2 separate regions of the Mus musculus genome follow, and region 1 is linked to region 2. Evidence: chromatin contacts called from public promoter capture Hi-C data. All regions are on one chromosome and are shown on one strand. The core of a region is the stretch at or near the end of the contact, and the rest is flanking DNA. Distances in the headings are between cores, read along the strand shown. Region 1 holds the start of Rdh14 (retinol dehydrogenase 14 (all-trans and 9-cis)). Region 2 holds the start of Gdf7 (growth differentiation factor 7).

Region 1 (4,005 bases), core at 933-3,432, 2.1 Mb before region 2:
TAATCATTTCTGAGCTATCATTCTTTGCTGGGTTTAAGACTTTATCATTTTCTATTTTTTAAATTCTAGGAGATAAATACCATAAATTCCAAGAATACCAAACAGTAGAATGTTAAAACTTCTATTTCTCTTTTCTTCTAATTATAAACACTGAACCTCAGAGCCAAGCAACAAAAGGACAGTACTACTTAGGTACCTCTTTGTATTCATACTTTTTTTTTTTTAATTGGTTTTACCTCAAGACACCAAAGCAACAATGGTATCAAAAATGAGCATGGTCAATTCTATTTACACATTAGTGAGACAGGAAAACTTGCTTCCTATGCTTTCAAAAATCTCCCAGAGACAAGCACTATTACTTGATCTACTACATGCAAATGGAATGCTAACAACAAAACAAAATACCAACTTCTCTATCTACCTGGCTCTTAATAAGCAACATGATGTCCCAGAACACAACAGGAGTATCTTGTACAATGGCTTAAAGTTTGAGCAAAAGAGTGACACTCTACTCATTATCTCAATAACTACTACTCCAAGTGGTTCAATATGGTCTCTCTTCTGATGAGATGGTTTCTTTGTACAGTTGTGCTTTTAGCAGTTATTAGTAGTTATTAGCTACTGTTTTCAGTGCAAGTGAAAAGTTAAAAAAAAAAAAGAAGTCTATGTTGAACAAGAATGAAGGTGGCTGTGTCCATCTAACTTGGAGGTTGGAAAAGTTAGTATAGTGTCCAACATGCCACAGTCCCACTAATAAGAATTGTCAGAGTTAAATATCTAAATGTTAACAAATGAACTTACAGATATTTCTTTTGGTCTAAGTACATCACGGAAAAGAAAAACAGGCCATTTAGAATGTCTGCCTTAGATTCAAGAGATTTCAGAAGAGACAAGCACCCTCCTGTGTCTGCCTTTAGATCTACCTGTGGCAAGTCACTTTGGCCACAGCCTTTCTACTTCGGTAGAATATTTACTGTACACCCAAGGAAATCACACACCTCAGCCTTCAAGTACTAGGAATGCACAACAGGAGATTAAAGCAAGGACTCTGAAGACAGACACGTCACTTAGCCTTCCTATGCCTCAGTTCCCTATCATGAAGTAGAGATATTATTGCTTGCTTTACAAGATCTGATAATAGCCAAAGATATTAAAAATGTCCTTAGCACATCCCCTGGCATGTATAAAACCTTCCATAAAGCTAAGCATTAAATTATTTTTATTCCTGTCCCTTTTCAGACACTTAATGGGATTCCAAGTTTAGGGATGATGCAGGGTGTCAGCAAGTGACACCCCCTCCTACTTCAGCAGGACAAAACAAAACAAAAAAAGAAAAAACAAACAAACAAACAAAACCAGGTAACGAGGGGAAAAAAACAGAAAGAAAAGTTTTAAGAAGGGTCTAATGAAAGTTTTTGGCTAGCTTTTCTCCTGTGGTGCTCACAGGCCTTGTGACACTGTAAGATTTGGCACACATTTCACTTCTGACAGGGGGAAAACAACTCAAAGATCAGCTGGTGACTGTCCTAGCCTAACAAAACCAAATGTCCAGACACTGGCTTATTTATGCACTTCTCCTTAGGACCTCCCAGGAATTCCTTCTCAGACCTGCCCCTCCTCCTAGCCGGGTCCAAGGCAGGCAGGAGCCTTTCCGGTTTGGTCATGGCCACCCTCAAGGTCACACCAGGTTTCAGAGGGCCCTCCCCGAGGGTGGCGAGCTCCATTCGACCCACACCTGTAGCAGTTCTTGGCAGAAAGCTCGCACTGAGCGCAGCGAGGCAAGGTCCAGCTCCTTAACGACCAGCTGGCCATCGGTGCCGTCGGGCCCGGCGCCCCCAGCCTGACAGAGCTCCTGCCTGAGCTGACCGGCCGCCTCCTCTGCTCGAGCGCGGTCCCGACATCCCATGATGACCCGCGCCCCCAGGCGGAGCAGCTCCGCCGCGGTGGCACGGCCCAGGCCGCTGTTTGCTCCGGTGATCAGCACTGTCTTCCCGTGCATGAGGCCCGGGTCCCCGCCTCCCTGCTGCCGCTGGTTTCTTGGCCCAGAGAACCGCCGGGCCGCCAGCCACAGCGCCCCGCCCAGTGCGGCCAGGAGCGCTGCGGCCACACTAGCCACTGCCATAACCTTCCGGGCCCGGTGCACTGGGCCTAGCGCACAGGTTCCGGAGTGCTATGGGGCCACCTACACGCGAAGGACTCTGGGGCGCCGCCTGCTGTCCTGGGCTACTGCGCGCGGGGCTTTCTGGGACTTGTAGTTTTGCTCCTAAGGCTGACTTGACTTAGCGTTCAGGAAGTACACATGAAAGCCCCAGCGGATTTATTTAGAAGTGGACAGTGTTAGAATTGGTTATATGCCTATAGACAAAATGACATTTCTTGGTAAAATTCTTGCCACACAAGGATAACAAAAGACACAGCCCCAGTTATCAGCAGTATTATTGATCAGACTCATTCCACCCTGAATATACCTTTTCTAGGTGATGCTGCATATAGAGATTCATTCATTTGACTAACACTAAAAGTGAGCAATGCTTTTTGAAAATTAATTAAGCTTCTTGTGAAACAACTTAAGTGTCAAAGTTCTAAACTTGTCTAAAGAGCCACCCATTACAACTTATAGATAGATGCAATGATATCCAACATCCTTAGCTTTAAAAAAGTAGAATGCTTGACTGTAGCTTGAAAGTTCAAAATTTTTTCCAAAAAGCAAAGAAAAACACCAAAGGAGCTAAGTTTTGTGGTCAAATTCTCAGAAATAACTAGTCACTCTAGCCATGCAAAACACATGCCGTTTGTAATACCAGACTGTTTATTTTTCCTCCCCATCCCTAGTTGCGTTTTTGAGCAATGCCATAAGGCACATGGGCCGTGATGGTACCAAATTTCTGTGCTGATTCAATGTGGAACATTTGGTCGTCGAAGAAGATGTGGGGCCGAATCTTCACTAAGATGGGACCTTTAGGGGCTCCAGCCAGGAAAAGAGCTTCATCTATCTCTAGACCCCATCGGCGAAGGGTCTTCAGCACACGGGCACCTGAACTCGCTGCACTACGAGCTGTAACCAGGTAGGTCCTGATGGGGCAAAGCAATCGTTCGTCTTTGGCATAGAATTTTTTCTGCAGTTTCCCTAAATCTTCCAGAAAGCTTTTAAGAGGACCCTGGAAAAGAGAACGTAAGTCTCAGCTGTGCAAGGGTGAGCAAAAGAGAAGTGATTACTGAAAACCAAACCAAACCAAACCAACCAGCCAACCAACCAACCAACCAACCAACCAACCAACCAACCAACCAACCAGGGTCTTATAAGACTTTAAAATCCACAGGTTGCTGACTGGCATGCAGTGATTCTGGGCTGACAGTACGATGCCAAACTCTCTACATTTATGTGAAGATATTTCCTGATACACAACCATCCCTTGCATGCCTGGAATAAATCTAGGATAACCACATCATTTTTCATCCAGACAAACATATTTTAAGTGTGAAAGAACGTTCTATAAGTAGTACTCCAGGGCAATAGGCATAAATTATCCCCGGTAACTGGGAGATGTGTTTCAGTTGACCACCAAAACCACCATTGTACCACATTGTTTGTCAGCGGAACGTTTTACCTTTGAAATTACTGTCACTTTGTTTAACTAGTTGTTTGTTTGGCCTGAGTCCAACCCTGTCTTGTCTTAACGCTATGTAGCTTTATAGTTTCTACATTAAGACATAATATTTGTTTCTTTTTATGTTATTTTAGTCTTTTCCATTGTTTTATGTTTACATCCATGCTTAACTATTTTATACTCATTTATGTCTTTTATGCGCATGCCGCCATTTGCATGCTGGCCAACATTTGTTGCATAGTACTGTCTTCTCAAGGAAATGCTTGTGGAAATCCTGTTTGACAATTTAGTATATTATCATCATACTGCTCACTGTCCCCTCTACCTGAGTGAGGTTTTGCCTAAAAATAGATTCCATGATTCATATTTTCTCTGAATAAGATGGAACTCAGGTCAT
Region 2 (4,131 bases), core at 967-3,466:
GAGAAGTACAAATGACGAGAGTACAGCATGTCTTACACGCAGCCACAGCCGGCAGGTTGGGCTGAGCCCCCCTCCCCCTTCTATTTTCCTCTAACAGCAGCTTCCAGTGAGCTCATAAAACCTACTTCTCTTCTGAACTCTGTTAATGCTCAGAACATCTTGTGGGATGGGAACAAGTGACTGAACCACCTCTGCTCCAAGCTGCATCTAAGCCACACATCATGGACCAGGAAGTTTAGTCTCAAACAGAAGCTATGTGGCTTCCTTGACTCCACTTCAGGAAGGATCACTAACCTGTCCTAATGTCCAGCTCCAAGGTGGCCTAAGGGAAGGGGTGTCATGTAATCAAGAAACATTATCATCCACTGGGCCAACATAGTGCCAGATCCCTTCTGCTCTTCCCTTTATACAGTCGGAGAAACGGAAACCAAGACAAGTGGAGGGGACTCGGAAGGGCCAGGACTGTTAGTGGCCAAAGCCAGGGCTGGAACCAGGGTGGTGACAGGCCAGGGCTCTCTGTTTTCTAAACAAAGAATTGATTTGTGAAAAACTCAAAGTCTGGACATGAGTGGCGTCTGTGGAAAGAAGGCCACCAGAACCCAGTGTCCCTCTGAGCAAAGAGACCCCTGGCTGGCCACTGTAGGCAGGGGTGGATGGGTGGGCAGGGAGTTACGCCAGGAAGTCTCCACCCTACTAGAGCCACTTCCTCCAGGCACCCAAAGAAAGAAAGAAACCCATAATTATGGCTTTTGCATCCGCTCCCCAACCTGGCCACCAAAGGTAGGTTGTCATCCCAGATGCCCACCATCTGGCAACAGCAGGAAGGCCCTGAGTAGGGAGGCCAGCAGCACAGACCGTGGTCCAGGTGCACGCGTGCCTGCTATCCAGAGGGCGAGGTGGGAGTATAAGACTCCAACGCGGGAGCCTGGGCTATGTAGTTTATTAGGAAGAGGCTTTTAGATAGCACCTTGACCTGACTCACGGACCGGGCGTGGATTCTGAGTTTGGTATCCAGAACAATGCTAAAGTAATGGATTTGGGGTCCAGGCTTTTAAATCCCTTGGACAGTTGGTCTATTTTCTGGACATTCTTGCTCTGGGGTTTGTCTGAACTAAATCGACACACATGCTGGCGCCTTCCCCCCTCAGAGCAGGAGTGGGGAGGAAGTTAGCCAAACAAAAGTCCCAGCGTCTGTATGCTCAAGAGTCGCCCAGGCATAGACCAGAGGTGGCCCTTTCCACCCATGCTCATAGAGTGCTATAACCATGCTGGCATCCGAGCGCTATTCCATGGCTTTGCAACGCAGCCTCTGGGCTTGTGGTTGCACTCTTGCCTTTTGCTCTGAAGACCTTGAAGAAATGTGGTCACCTGCCCCACTCTCCCCTTTCCCCGGGCAAATTACTTTGCACATTCAAACCCTGAGACCTAATTTGAGTAGGATTCCGCTGGTCCCCGCCTTCCTAATTCATTAAACCCTTTAAGATTTCAGCTCCTGCTTTGGCTCAAGATGCCCACCCAAAGCTTTTCCGGTCCGTGCCCATCTGTACCCTCCAGCCACTCATCCTTCATCACAGATCCTCTCCCTTTCTCTGGCCTCCCACTGTTATCTTCAGAGGGCTGTGGACGGGAGAGGGTGGCATCCAAATGTGTATCGTAAGCATCCCTAGGAACTCCCTAATGAGCATCCATCAAGGGGGCGTACGGCGAGAAAGCTGGATGGGAGGGGCCCAGTCTTGACTTGGCCCGGGTCTGGCATCCCTAGCACTCACAAGATCACGCGGAGGGCGGTGTTTCTCCATGGAGGAGTCGGGAGGAAGCTGGGCGGGTACGCGAGACGCCCCATCTTCCAGCCAAGGAGTGCGCTGAGGTCTTGGGGCGGAGGGGGGTGGGGGCTCGTAGTACCTTCGGGAGGGGAGGCGGGGCACCGCGTTGTGGCAGGAGCCTCGGGCGGATGGCCTTCTCTTGGCAAGGACAAGGACCAGGCACTACAGCAAGGGGAGGCGACTTCTACCCTGCACTGCGCGATAGGCCTGAGTTGGGGGGCTCAGCGCTGCGGGTTGAACGTTCAGCAGGGGGCGCTGCTCCGAGCGCTGGGCGGGGGTGGGGTGGGAGAGGAGGGGGGCAGCGGCTTGCTGCGCACACTTCCCCCATTATTAAACACTATGTTCAAAAGGCGTCGGGGGACTTCCCGGAGCCACGGAGCCCGTGTCGCGCGGCCGGCCGGCCCAAGGAGCCCATGGACCTGAGCGCTGCCGCCGCGCTGTGTCTCTGGCTGCTGAGCGCTTGCCGTCCCCGCGACGGGCTAGAAGCTGCCGCGGTGCTCCGAGCGGCGGGGGCTGGACCAGCCTGGAGCCCCGGGGGCGGCGGCGGCGGGCGGACCCTCGCCCGGGCTCCAGGCCCTTCAGCTCTCCAGGCCGCTGCGGTTCCGGGTCCCCGAGCTGTGCGCCGCGCTGCGGGTTCTGGCTTCAGGAACGGCTCGGTGGTGCCACACCACTTCATGATGTCGCTTTACAGGAGCCTGGCGGGGAGGGCTCCGGTCGCGGCAGCTTCAGGGCACGGGCGTGTGGACACAATCACCGGCTTCACAGACCAAGCAACTCAAGGTACTTTACGCGTCTTCTGCGCACCAGCCCATCCCGTCTACTCTTGACTGGAGACGAGCCGGGGGAGGCAAGCCTCTGCCCGATTCGATCCTGAACTATGATCCCTATAGTTATCCTCAGGTGCTGGAGAGAAAAAGTTGTCTTCGAAGTCATTGTTCACGAACCCCTAAGCCAGTCAAGGCTTGGTCTCCGAGGGCTAAGGGAGTGGGAGCCGCTCTTCAGAACAGGCTGGCAGGTTCCCCTCAAGCCAAGCGGAGCTCAAGATCCGCTTCTTTGGGGGAAGGGTCTAGTGTAGCCTTGGGCCTGGAGCCCTGGGAGAAGAAAGAAGGGCAGGAGTTGTGGCCTTTGAGTTCCCGCCAAGAGGGACGAGAGCAGTGATGGTAGTGCCTTGTGTTCAGCGGGGGACTGGGGACTATACACAAATTGAAGCTCAGGGGAATTCAGGGTAGAGCAGCTGGTATCCAATTAAAGTCATGGCCTCTCGGTATCAGAAGGACCCCTCTCAGGCAGGCCGTTTCGGGTGGATGGTGGCTTGTGTATGGGAAGAGAGTTTGGGTGCCTGCCTTCCTTCTGTGACAGTAGGCCCCAGCAGCCAGAGTCCAGGGCCTCGGCTTGTGTGGGGAGAAAAGGGATGGTTGGAGCTCAAACATCACATTTTACCCTGTGTAGGGCCCTCCAAAGGTAGGATGTGGGTGGGGTTGTGGGGTGGTTGTAGTATGTGTGTGTCATCTGGCTTTTATTAATCTCCATTGAAGTCATTAAAGCAGACAGATAGGGAAAATTTAACTAATTTCAGGCGGAAATGCAAGTAATTTTGGCTTCAATTCTGCCCAGCCAAAGATCTAGCTTGGAAATCAGGAGGGAAAGGAAGGCAAGTAGGGCTGAAAAGTGAGGCTAGGCAGCCTTTGGCAGTCTGCAGGCCTTTGATACCAGCGTGGGAAAACAGGCTGTGGCTACCACGCATCAGCCATCTCAGAAACACACTCAGTGCGCAGCATGTACGCACAGACAGCTTTGTTTCCATACATAGAACTCTCTGGCCCTGACGGTCCTATGGGGGCACTTAGGACCAGCATCTATTTTCCAAGGGTCTGTCATGGCACGCCACACTGACTGGTGGGATCCTTACAGGAAACTCCAATCCCAGTGTGCAGCAGAATCAGGAAAAACTCCTAACCTGTCCCTGCATAGGACGCTCTCAAGCTGCCAACAGTGAGAGGGGCCTAAAGTAACAGAAGCATCCGACTTTGTTAGGGCTGGCTAAGTGTACAAGGTTATAAAACCAGCTAATTCCTTCCGGCGTAGCTCTGCTCCACCAGCAAGACCCAGAGGCGGGCCACCTTTTCTCCCTCCCTCCCTGGGGAGGTAGCAAGGCCGAGGAAGCGGGGTGAGGCGGAGGCTGCAGAGAAGGGTCTTTGAGAGGAAAAGCAGGGACGGGGAATATGGCCCAGGGCCTCTGTCTAGCTTGCTCCCACCAGCTTCAGTTTAGAACAGAGCTGTGGAGGCAGAACAGTACACCCAGACTGTA

Evidence for each region. Promoter capture Hi-C pulls out the DNA fragments that hold promoters and counts their contacts.
Region 1: a contact with region 2 is called in a promoter capture Hi-C map of pre-B cells. The contact joins the promoter of Rdh14 here to the promoter of Gdf7 in region 2. A contact is called at or near these places in 1 of 39 promoter capture datasets (pre-B cells), 2 of 484 Hi-C or Micro-C datasets (CD8 T cells and the G1E-ER4 cell line), 1 of 115 datasets of contacts at active chromatin or transcription factors (large pre-B cells) and 1 of 9 other capture datasets (liver).

Annotation. Positions count from the first base shown.
Region 1 is chr12:10,388,957-10,392,961 of GRCm38.p6, reverse strand. Rdh14 (retinol dehydrogenase 14 (all-trans and 9-cis)) reads right to left here and starts at 2,182. Exons shown (of 2, transcript NM_023697.2): 1 at 1,736-2,182. The coding sequence starts at 2,122. Nt5c1b (5'-nucleotidase, cytosolic IB) reads right to left here. Exons shown (of 9, transcript NM_027588.3): 9 at 2,788-3,158. The coding sequence ends at 2,829.
Region 2 is chr12:8,300,039-8,304,169 of GRCm38.p6, reverse strand. Gdf7 (growth differentiation factor 7) reads left to right here and starts at 2,216. Exons shown (of 2, transcript NM_001312876.1): 1 at 2,216-2,603. The coding sequence starts at 2,237. It also overlaps a transcript of Ldah not described here.